Regions from separate parts of the Sus scrofa genome. Here region 1 is linked to region 2. The links are chromatin contacts, called in public HiChIP or PLAC-seq maps. All regions are on one chromosome and are shown on one strand. Each heading gives the region's core, a stretch centred on a gene start, on an enhancer-like site or on the middle of the called end of the contact. The rest is flanking DNA. Distances are from core to core; before and after follow the strand shown.

The links. HiChIP or PLAC-seq counts read pairs in DNA pulled down with a chosen protein or histone mark.
Region 1: an H3K27ac HiChIP or PLAC-seq map of skeletal muscle shows a contact between it and region 2. The contact joins two enhancer-like sites. A contact is called at or near these places in 3 of 47 Hi-C or Micro-C datasets (all in skeletal muscle) and 2 of 2 datasets of contacts at active chromatin or transcription factors (alveolar macrophages and skeletal muscle).

What each region holds. Positions count from the first base shown.
Region 1 is chr6:152,995,720-153,000,846 of Sscrofa11.1, reverse strand. All of the region lies in intron 6 of FGGY (FGGY carbohydrate kinase domain-containing protein), which reads left to right. Among named protein-coding and RNA genes, the nearest start is that of FGGY, 210 kb to the left of the region's middle. Within about 2 kb of position 1,811, at least 23 of the 83 cell types and tissues checked have an H3K27ac peak or open chromatin away from gene starts, as enhancers often do. A contact at or near this core is called in skeletal muscle, where this site is marked.
Region 2 is chr6:152,829,768-152,834,998 of Sscrofa11.1, reverse strand. The region is part of intron 14 of FGGY (FGGY carbohydrate kinase domain-containing protein); the gene reads left to right. Among named protein-coding and RNA genes, the nearest start is that of HOOK1, 120 kb to the right of the region's middle. Within about 2 kb of position 3,463, at least 19 of the 83 cell types and tissues checked have an H3K27ac peak or open chromatin away from gene starts, as enhancers often do. A contact at or near this core is called in skeletal muscle, where this site is marked.

The sequences.
Region 1 (5,127 bases), core at 562-3,061, 170 kb before region 2:
GTGTTTATTGATTAAATACCTACTGTAGGTCAGAATACAAGGCTATATAAAAATACGTAAAAGGGAGTTCACATTGTGGCTCAGTGGGTTAAGACCCCAACATAATGCCCATGAGGCTGCAGGTTCGATCCCTGCCCTTGCTCAGTGGCTTAAGGATCTGAGGTCACCACAGGTTGTGGCATAGGTAACAGATGCTGCTTGGGTTTGATGATGCCGTGACTGTGGTGTAGGTCTGCAGCTCTGATTTGACCCCTGTCCCCAGAACTTACATATACTGCATAATACATAAAAGACAGTCCAAATCACAGAAGAACTTATAAGACTGTAATAGTTACAAGATGTAATTCAGAAAAGGCACTGGTTGGGAATAGTGTCTACTGAGAATAAGCCTATAAGGGCAGGGACTCTTATCTATCTTGTTCTTTAATGCATTTTCAGCAGGACAGCAGTGCTTGGTACATAGTAGGTACTTAGTGAACATTTCCTTAATGAATTACAATTGATGAGGATATCATCAGAAAATTATTTAATCAGCTATATTGCAATAAAATTTTTTACAAAGTTAGTAAAAATATTTAATCAATAATTTAAAATAGAATTTAATAAAATGGAATTGAATTCCTAGTGAAAATGATTCTGGTTTTAAGAGGGAAATGAATGCTTAATGTTTCAGCAGATGTCTTTCAACAGGTGGCTGAACATGTCAGGTTGGAGTTTTTCATTACTTTCTTGGACTGAGTGAATTGTTCTGGGCCTTGGGTACCTTCCATTCAGGAGTAAGAATTGCTGGAATGTTTTTCATTTAGTCTTGTGTCAGTCGTGGTTCCAGGTCTAGAAAACTCCCTAAGCCAACCTGCCCAGGTGAGATCTCTATAGAGGGATTTAGGTGCTAGGTACAGGTCAAGCCCCTGACTCTGACAGTTCTTTTAAATCAGTAGCCAGTCGGAGTTCCTGCTGTGGCTCAGTGGTAACAAACCCGACTAGTATCCTTGACAAAGTGGGTTCGATCCCTGTCTTTGCTCAGTGGGTTAAGGATCTGGTGTTGCTGTGAGCTGTGGTGTAGGCTGGCAGCTGTAGCTCCAATTCTACCCCTAGCCTGGGAGCATCCATATATTGTGGGTGCTACCCTAAAAAGCAAAAATAATTAAAAAAAATATTAATAATAAATCAGGAGGCAGTCTGCTGGCCATCATGCACACACAATGGCACTATTTTTTGTGGGTTTTTTGTTTATTTGTTTTTTGGTTTGTTTTATTTATTTATTTATTTTTTCCATTGAGGGCTCATGGTTCACATAACGTTGGGGCTCTACAAGAATTGGACCAGGTCTTAACAATCTTTGAAGCTACGCCAGGACATAGTATGCCTGTGTAAAACAGCAAACTCATGCAAAGTACCACAGTCATTTGAAATTACCTCCAGCCTATTGTTTGAGAGTTGCCCGTTCTTGTTTTTGTTCTCCCTTCCCTACACCAAATTGAAAGTCCATTCAGTCCGAAAGGACTCTGCAGGCAGGGCAGGATGTCACTTAGCACTGTCCCGGCCGATCCAGCTGACCTGTTGACCTTGGCAAAAATGAGCGGGGACTGGGGGTCCGGTGCCAAGCACAGAGGGACCAGGGTCGCATACCACCCACGCCCAAACCTCTCGCTGACATTTCCATGGGCTCTGAGCCAGCTCTCCCCGCTGGGTTTCATCTCCTGTTTGTAGGAATACAAAGGAACACTGAACCTTCCAGTTAATACAACACCCTGCCCCCACCTCCCCCTTCCTGGAGAGGATAACAGTTCTGTTGACCATTATAATGCATTTTCTGTCTCCCAGCAATCCACACAGTCATTAATTTCTGCTGCTGACGTCAGGCAAGAGGATTATGTGTGTGTCTGAAACTGTTCCCAAAGTGCTCATTAGTCATAGATAATTGAAAAACTGGTAGGGGAGGATTTGGTGTAATAGTAGCCCCCGCCTATGAAGAGAGACGGCAACCACCGGCTAATTGTAGGCCCCAGCGTGTGACCCTCACACCGACTCTGCCCATCGGAATGGGAATCAGTGGCCATGAGCCCAGCAGCCCTCAGAGCGGTTGCTTTTTTACACCCCAAGGTGAGCTTGTGTTCACAGGAACAGAGGCCACAGCCAGAGCAAGGAAATACGTGAACGGGCCTCGGGCCTCTCTCCTGCCTTCAGGCTGAGGAACAGGGTTTAAAAAAGGTGTGCAGTGTTCTCCCTAGTGGAACTGTGCGTTTATTTTAACTAGCTTGTCTCGATCATGAAAGACATACAAGGCCAGGGTACAGAAGAAGCCCAAATGACAGCCCTTCCCTGGACCCGAGTCTCCACTGTAACAATATTCTGCATATTTTTTCTAGGATTTTTCTGGGAGTGTATGTGCTTAATTTCGGTACCGTTTAATACAAGTCACAAATGGGATCTTACTCCAATTGCTATTCTGCAGCTTGCCACTTTCCCTTAACTTATCCTGGACTCCCTTCCACATCCATACTTTTAATTCTTCCTCGTTCATGTTAACGGCTGTGAAGTGTTTTCTGCTGAATACATGTGCTCTAATTTGTTCACCCTGCATAGAGTTAAGGGGGCAAATACCTTTGGAAATATTACAGAAAAACTACGTTCAAAGTAGAGCAATTAGAAGGTATAGGTTAATTAAAAAAAAAATGAAAAACACGTATTTTCTCTCTCCAGGGAAAACCTCTTCTCTGTATTGCTTCCTTAGGAAGGGATTTTTACAAATAAATCCATCTACATCTCTGTGGTTGTTTTTTAAAAGAAGTCTTCTCTGCTACTGTTTGGCAGCCTGCTTTTTTAGTTGGCTTGATTGTTTTAAAGATGAAAATGATTTCCTGTTCTCGCCTTTCTCTACACTGCAGGTTTATCTTCTTAAATGATAAATCAGGGAGCTCAGAGCTGTTGGTCATTGGGGCCACACTGCCTTAGTTGGCCCTGCCTGAGGTCCCCTGCTCTTGTCCAGGTGGCCACAGGTCCCCTTGCCTACCTGGTGCCCTTTTTTGCCAACATACCGAATGCCTCACACCCTCTGTGCTCATCGGGACTCCCTGCAGTGAACCCACTTTCACTCTAATGGCATCCGTTTCCCCAAGCACTGAAACCAGCAATCGGCCACCTGTCTTTCCAGACCAAGCTCGGATGTCACCTTCCTCTTGATTTCCTGCCCTCGCCAGTGCTCTGAGACCACCACGCACATTCCACCTTCAGAGCTTTTATCTACAGTCTTGAGGGCCTTGGTTTGCACAGACTGCTGTGCAAGCCTTCTGAGATCGGAGGCTCGTCTTTCACTCATTCCCCAGCACCCAGATCTAGGCACAGGGCAATGGAAAATATCTGGGGCCTTCATCATAACCATTGTCTTGAAATGTTCGCTGAATGGTTGAATGAAGAAATGAAGAGACCGCAAATGCAGAGGCTGTGAAGTTCTGATGAAGTCTGGGAAAACCGATGCTGTGATTCATTGAATGTTAGGGTGAAAGAAGAGCGGAAGGAGGATTATTTCTGGAAAAGCCTGCTTCTGACAGCTCCTCTGGTCCCCTCAGTGCCCCTCGGGCAGATCGGTTGTGATCTGGGGTGATTTCTCAGAGATTTCCTCTTATTTCTATCCTCCTCTCTTATGCCAAGCTGTTTCCAGCTGCCCCACACCACAGCCACAGCAGCTTGGGATCCAGGCCACATCTGCAACCTACGCGAAGCCAGATCCTTAACTCACTGAGCAAGGCCAGGGATCAAACCGACATCCTCATGGATACTTAGATTCTTAACTCACTGAGCCATAGCAGGAACTCCAAGAGTGTTAATCTTTGTGCATATTTATTTTCATTACTAGACTATTGGATTGAGGAGAAAGCTGGGCTCACTTGCCCTAGGTTGGGTTCTCTGGAAGCTGATGCTGAGACAGATTCGGGGGTAGAAGATTGAGGGTTGCCATCTGGGAAAGGAAGGAGGATGGTAGGATTGGACAGAGGGAGAAGTCAGACATGATCCAGTCCCAGGACACCTTGTCTTCTAGAGTGAATACCCCCCTTCCTGCTCTGCTGAGTCTCCAGGTGTGGCCGCCCTGGGAGAGGCGCATGACCTCCTCAAGGGGACCTGAAGGAGCTGGCAGCTGGAGCCTCTCTGCCAACCCGACCACCCACCAGGCAGCAAGTCCACCCTTAACAGGGATCCAGGTGGTGTTGTCTCCCTAACTAGCATCCTCTCTGTATCCAAGAAGCCACCACGACAGGCTCTTTCTTGCTCCACAAAAGCCTCTGTTTCTGCATCTCACTTGCCAGTAACCTCTATGAAGGCCCTCCTGTCTTCTCTGGTTACTGAGTTGTCTTTACTGTCGTTTTCCCTTACCCCTTTTTGTCATCTGCTGCAGTGCTGCCAGAGAGATCTTTAAAAAGATGCAAATCTAGGAGTTCCCGTTATGGCTCAGCGTTAATGAACCTGACTAGTATCCCTGAGGATTCAGGTTCGATCCCTGGCCCCACTCAGTGGGTTAAGGATCTGGTGTTGCCGTGTGCTGCAGTGTAGGTCACAGATGCAGCTTGGATCCTGCTTTGCTGTGGCTGTGGTGTAGGCTGGCAGCTGAGCTCCAATATAACCCCTAGCCTGGAAAATTCCATATGCCTCAAGTGTGGCCCTAAAAAAAAAAAAAAAAAAAAAAAAAAAAGGCAGATATATGACTGAGAGTCTGGATATAGGGACTATATTCAGCATCTTGTAATAAACTATAATGGAAAAAATTCAGAAAAAAGAATATAAATTTATACATGTATATATAACTGAATCTCTTTGTGGCACACCTGAAACTAATACAATACTATAAATCAGCTGAACATATATATGTATGTGTGTATATATATGTATGTGTGTATATATATATGTGTGTGTATATATATATATATATATATATATATATATATGCAAGTCCAGTCACCTCATTCCCTGGCTTAATGCTCTTTTTGAAGCTTACAGTAGCCTTTGTGATAAATTCAGACCTTAGTCTGGCTTTCCCTGCTTTCCTCTCCACCCACATCTGCTCCTCCACCTGCTGCCAGGCCTCACCCCCACTTGCTTGCCAGGTCACTCAGCCCTGTTGGTGGTCTCCCT
Region 2 (5,231 bases), core at 2,214-4,713:
CTGCATTGGTGAGTGCCAGACCAAGAAGATTTCTGGGACAGCTTTGGCCTGTGGGTCTCTGACCCATAAATAAGGGGATTACTTTGAGCTTCCAGGCAGCCAACATAAAACTGGGAAATAGGTCAAGTCATATAGTATGCACAGAGTCAAAAGAGACCACATTTTCCCTGGTACCAAATTCTAAAATTGCCAGTCTTTTAAAAACAAACCTAGAAATCCTTCCATGGAACTTTGCAGAAGCAGCTGAAGAATACACTTCCTTGCTGAGTCCAGAGTAAGACATTGCAACTCGACTTCAGATTAAGAATTGCCTGGGTTTGTAACTTTCTGGAGCTGCTGCTTGGCCCCCAGAGGTAGAATTGAAAGTATCCAGCATGGGAGATGGATGGCATGTCCCTTACCACGCTTCTCTGAATGTTCCTTCCGCCGGCCAGCTTCACAAACAAAGCTGTGTCACTGACCTAGGAGTGTCTTAGAGGACCTCAGTACTAAAGCTTTTACCAGCCTGGCATCAGGGAAGTGCTAAAATGAAGCACCCATCAATCGAGAAGGGCAACAGATGTTGAAGCATATCAAATGTCAGTAAACAGCAGGCCTGCAGAGGCCACTGAACTTGGCATCCTCATAGCAAAAATACGCTGTTGCCTTCAAGAGGGAACGCCATGGACTATCACAAAATGCATTAAGTGATGTAGTTTGTTCTTGGTCTCTACTTTTTAAGGGCAAATTTAATGTTCACAGAGTGTTCTAGGCTTTCAGCCCTGGAAATGTAGGTCTTCAAGATATCCTCCCAGTAATTATGACAAATTTCATCTTCAGCTTATCTAGGACCCTCCCTTTTACTGCGAGCTGTATGATTCATATTATAAGTAATAAATAGGACTCAGATGTCACATAAATCTGGGTTCCAATCCTGAGTTCAGATGCTATAACTGTACATTAGTTCAATCCTTTTGACCTAAGCTGGTTTTCTCACTGTAAAAATGAGGCTATGAAGAGTGCGTGCCTCATGAGATTGTTGTGAAGATTAAATGAGATAATATATAGAAAGCATTTAGAACAGTGACTGGTATGATTAAACCTTCAGTGAGAGTTATACAAAATTAGAATGATATTTATGATGATACCTACCATTAGCAGCTGGCCATAAATCACACATTGTACTAGCACCTTGTATATGTTACTGAAAGATGGCTGGGCCACTCATTTGCCTGCTTGCTCTCCGATGGCTTGTTCACCCCTGTCCTGCTGTGTACTGCATTTCCCAGGCTCCCTTGCAGCTGGCCACTGAGTAAGTTTGGCCAATGGGAAATACTGATGGAAGATTGACATGCGGGAAGCAGGGAGAAGTCAGGTTGTTTCTTTCACTATAGCAGCTGCCCCATTCTGACCGCTCAGCCCTTCTTTGGTTTCACCTCCAGCCTGGCATCACCAGCCCCTGGCTCTGGTCCCTCCAATGCCTCCCATCATCTCTTGATCCCTAAGAGGAGTAGCAGCTTTTGGCCTTTGCTGATCTCTTCAGTTCCTTCAACATCATCTGCCCGGCTTTAGTTTCTTCTGTCTTCTATGAACAAATTTCCTGCACTCAGTTCTTGTTGAACGACCTAGAGTGGCTTCTCATCTCCTGACTGGATTCTGAGTAATAGAGTTGCTTTTAAATATTAAAAGAGAAGTCAATCCTTATGGTGAATCCATTCCCCCCTCCCATTGGAATGAGCTAGGCCAATGGGAGAAAGGGTGGCTGGTTACCATGGAGAGCAGTCCACTTTGACTAAGTGGCATGCAAAGGACGAAAATTGACCTAAGCAACTTTAGCGAATGCCCAGATCTGAGTAACCCCGCTCTGAGTTAGGCATTGGAGCCTGTAGCCATACGTAACTTACCACTTTCCGGAGGAGATCTGACTGGATTACAAGTCAGAGCTGGGCACAGTTCAAGGTAGTGTCTAGTCAAAAGGAATAGAAACTCCTCTTTCTTGAACCAGCACTCTGGACCATTCACCATACTATATATGTGATTATTCTCATCATGCAAGTGAGGATTTAGAGACTCAGAAAGGGCAAACAGTTTCCCTAAAGTCACACAGCTATTAAGTAATGGCATGAGGAATTGAAGTCTGTATGTCTCAGAGTTTATGTTTCTTGAAACATATCTCTTCCTCAAGGTTTCCAAATTTTCTTCCTGTTTCAAAGCAAATTACAAGAAAGCTGCATGTGTAACTCATATTGCTCTGGTCGCTTAGAAATTTCCTTGCAGAACCAACATTTAAAGTTTCTCATGTAGTTCTCATAATAAGTTTATGTTCGAAGTTTGTTATTTTCATTTTTACAAATGAGAAAACAGACTCAGAAAATTAAAAGAACGTACCCAAGGTCAGACTGGCTGTTAATATTCAAGCTGAATATTTGAATACAGGTTTTTCTGTCTGGTACAGAAAAATACACTGTTTTCTGTCTGGTACAGAAAATACACTGTTTCTACTGGTGACATCAAAGGATTGGATTTTAGGAGAGAGGGCCTAATGTTTTACAGGTTTAAAAAAAGAACAAGAGGAAAAACAAGGGCAGGTTCCCCACCTTCAAGGAGCTGACAGTCAGGCTAGAAGAATAAAAATGAAGCAACCTGAAACCAGAGAGTACCATTACATAAGCTGCTCCCTGGTAACAGCTACAAGCAAGAAAGAGAAGTGTGGTTTTGTATAAGACGGAGGGCTTGAAATGGAAATGCTAACTTAGGGAGAGCAGAGAAGCAGCAGGAAGTGGACTTTTCAGATAGTTGGTAATGAAAGCCGAAGAATAACACAGGCAAAAAAGATATCCACTCAAGTCCTAGGAAGGATCCCAACTGGGGAGTAACAATAGAAAGCTTAGTATGTAAGGGCCACACTTGATGGGGAGTAGGGATTGTCAGCTAGAAACAGATTGCTATAAACTGGATCAGGAGTCCTGGGAGCATCCTTTGCCCAACATCCCCTGACTCTTATCTATCTTTTTTTTTTTTTTTTTATGTAATAAGCTAATAGTCTCATTTTTAAAAAATGAACAACATTAAGTGCTTCTTAAATGATAACACTGCTTCCTGCTGAAGAAAAAAAGCCTGTAAATTATTTCAAGCCTGGGAGTAACAGCAAAGATTTATTATGTATCTCCAACAGTTTTGAAGACTCCCTGAAATTGAAAGGGAACACTTTAAATGCCCCTAGGAAGTTATCCTGTTTCACCAGAGTGCCTTTGTGTAGAGTGTTACATGTTTGGGGACATGGGGACTGACAAGGCACCTTCTGAGACAAGGCCGCTGAGATGGGAAGCCAGCAACTGCTTCACCCCACCTCACAATTGACCTCCCTTCCCCTCCCCCTCCCCCTCAGCTGACACTTTGGCCAGAGGAGCCTGGGTGTTGGATGGAGTTGATCAGACTGAAACTCCTACCAAGTTGGCCATGTCACTTTCAGCTGTCGGCATCTCTGATGAGGAGGGATCCGGACAGGCCAGGCTGGTTCAGATAACTGGATGACAGCAGTTGTTTTCACCCTAGGAAGCGGACTAACGGCTACAGACAGAAATCGATGGAGGAGAAAATTACAGACAATCCTAAAGCGGAGATTCGAGCAAGTGCTTAGACGATGAGGAAGCCGCTAGCTTTAGTGAATCTGGCATATTGTGGTGTGGTGGGGACTGGGACCCTTCTCTTCAAGGGGCTCCTGAAACGATAACAGAGGGTAGTCAGGAAGTGTCAGCAGTCATTGTGTGTATGACTATGGATTAACTCACTTAATCCTCACAAAAATCCCATGAGGTCCTGATCTGTCTTGTGCTTTGCAGATAAGGAGGCCTTTACAGATAAGGAGGCCAAATCACAAAGAGGTTAAGTACTTTCCCAAGGTTAGCTAGCTAGTAAGATACACTCCTGCCATGTTTTGAGCCTGTGGACTGCTCACTGGAATAATACTGGAACCCATCTGTAAAGCTGCCTTGGGATACTCCTCACAGTGGGCCCACGTCTACACGCACCCCCTCACCACTGCTTCTCTGCAGTGCTGCCCTAGGGTGTTTCAGTGTCGGCTTACCCCACCTGGGGGTGAGCTTCCGGGAAGGATCCCAGTCTCCCTTATCCGTAACTGGTAGCAGGTATGGCATGAGCAGGTGTTGTATTACCATGGAGGTGAAGTTGGCAGAGATTGCATATTCCCCCTGAGCTGCCTGAGAAGGCTGGTTACCCAAAAAGCCAGCCACTGAAAGGAACGGTGCTGCACTGGAGGAATGTGGATTGGAAGCCCTTAGCCGGTAAAATCCAAGCTAACCCCACTTAGCTCTTAGCCCTGTCTCTGCAAACAGCTTTCCGTGTTCATACCGGCCCCACCCCAGACTGTTCCTTGTGAGTCTCAGTTACTCTTTTTTCAAGGATACATACCCCAGCTTCACTTGTTGGTTCAGTGACTGAACAACTCGATGTATAACCCAGGACAAGAGGTCAACCTCTTTGGCCCTCAGTTTCCTCATCTTTACACTGAAAGAATCAGGTTCTGGTTTTCACAGAATGTAAAGTTGTGGACCATTTGTAAGGCCAGTGTATCAAACAGATAGAAGCTGAGCCGTGTCTCCTCTTTGCTGTGTCACTCCCTCCCTTTCCCCACCACATGGCAGCCTTGGAGGGTCTCATTTGAACTTAAGAAGCACTGGACTCCGGTTTCAAAGGCAATAACCCAAAATTATTAATTAACTCTAATAATAATACAATCACACAGTATTTCAAAATGGAACCCGTTGGGAAAGGTGGGTTCAGGGACTCTCAGTGAGACCCCTGTGTCCACTTGACTGTTGGATGCTGTGGGCTCCTGGGGGGTGGTGTCAGCTTGGCTTGACTGTGTACAGTGGGCTAGGGAAGCTAAAGCCTCAGCCCTGTCCTCCTTGGCTGGAAACAGACCGCGTGTCCTGGCACTGGTGAATTAGAAATTCTATCCAGCGACTCTTAGAGATTAATTTTCCGTCTGGGGATCTGACCTCTTGCTTCAGCAGCCGAGGGGATCAGACCATTCTGGGAGGAGTCAGCGAGCTAGCCCTCTGAAAGGCCTTCCTTTTCTTTCTCTTTTTCTTTCTTTTTTCAACTGTACGTTTCAAAGGGAATTTCTGATTACGTTGGGGGCTTAACACCACCAGTCTGAATCCCTCTTGGCATTTTCGAGCTTTGGAATATCCATACCACCCCCCACAACGGGGCTTTGTGCTAGAAGA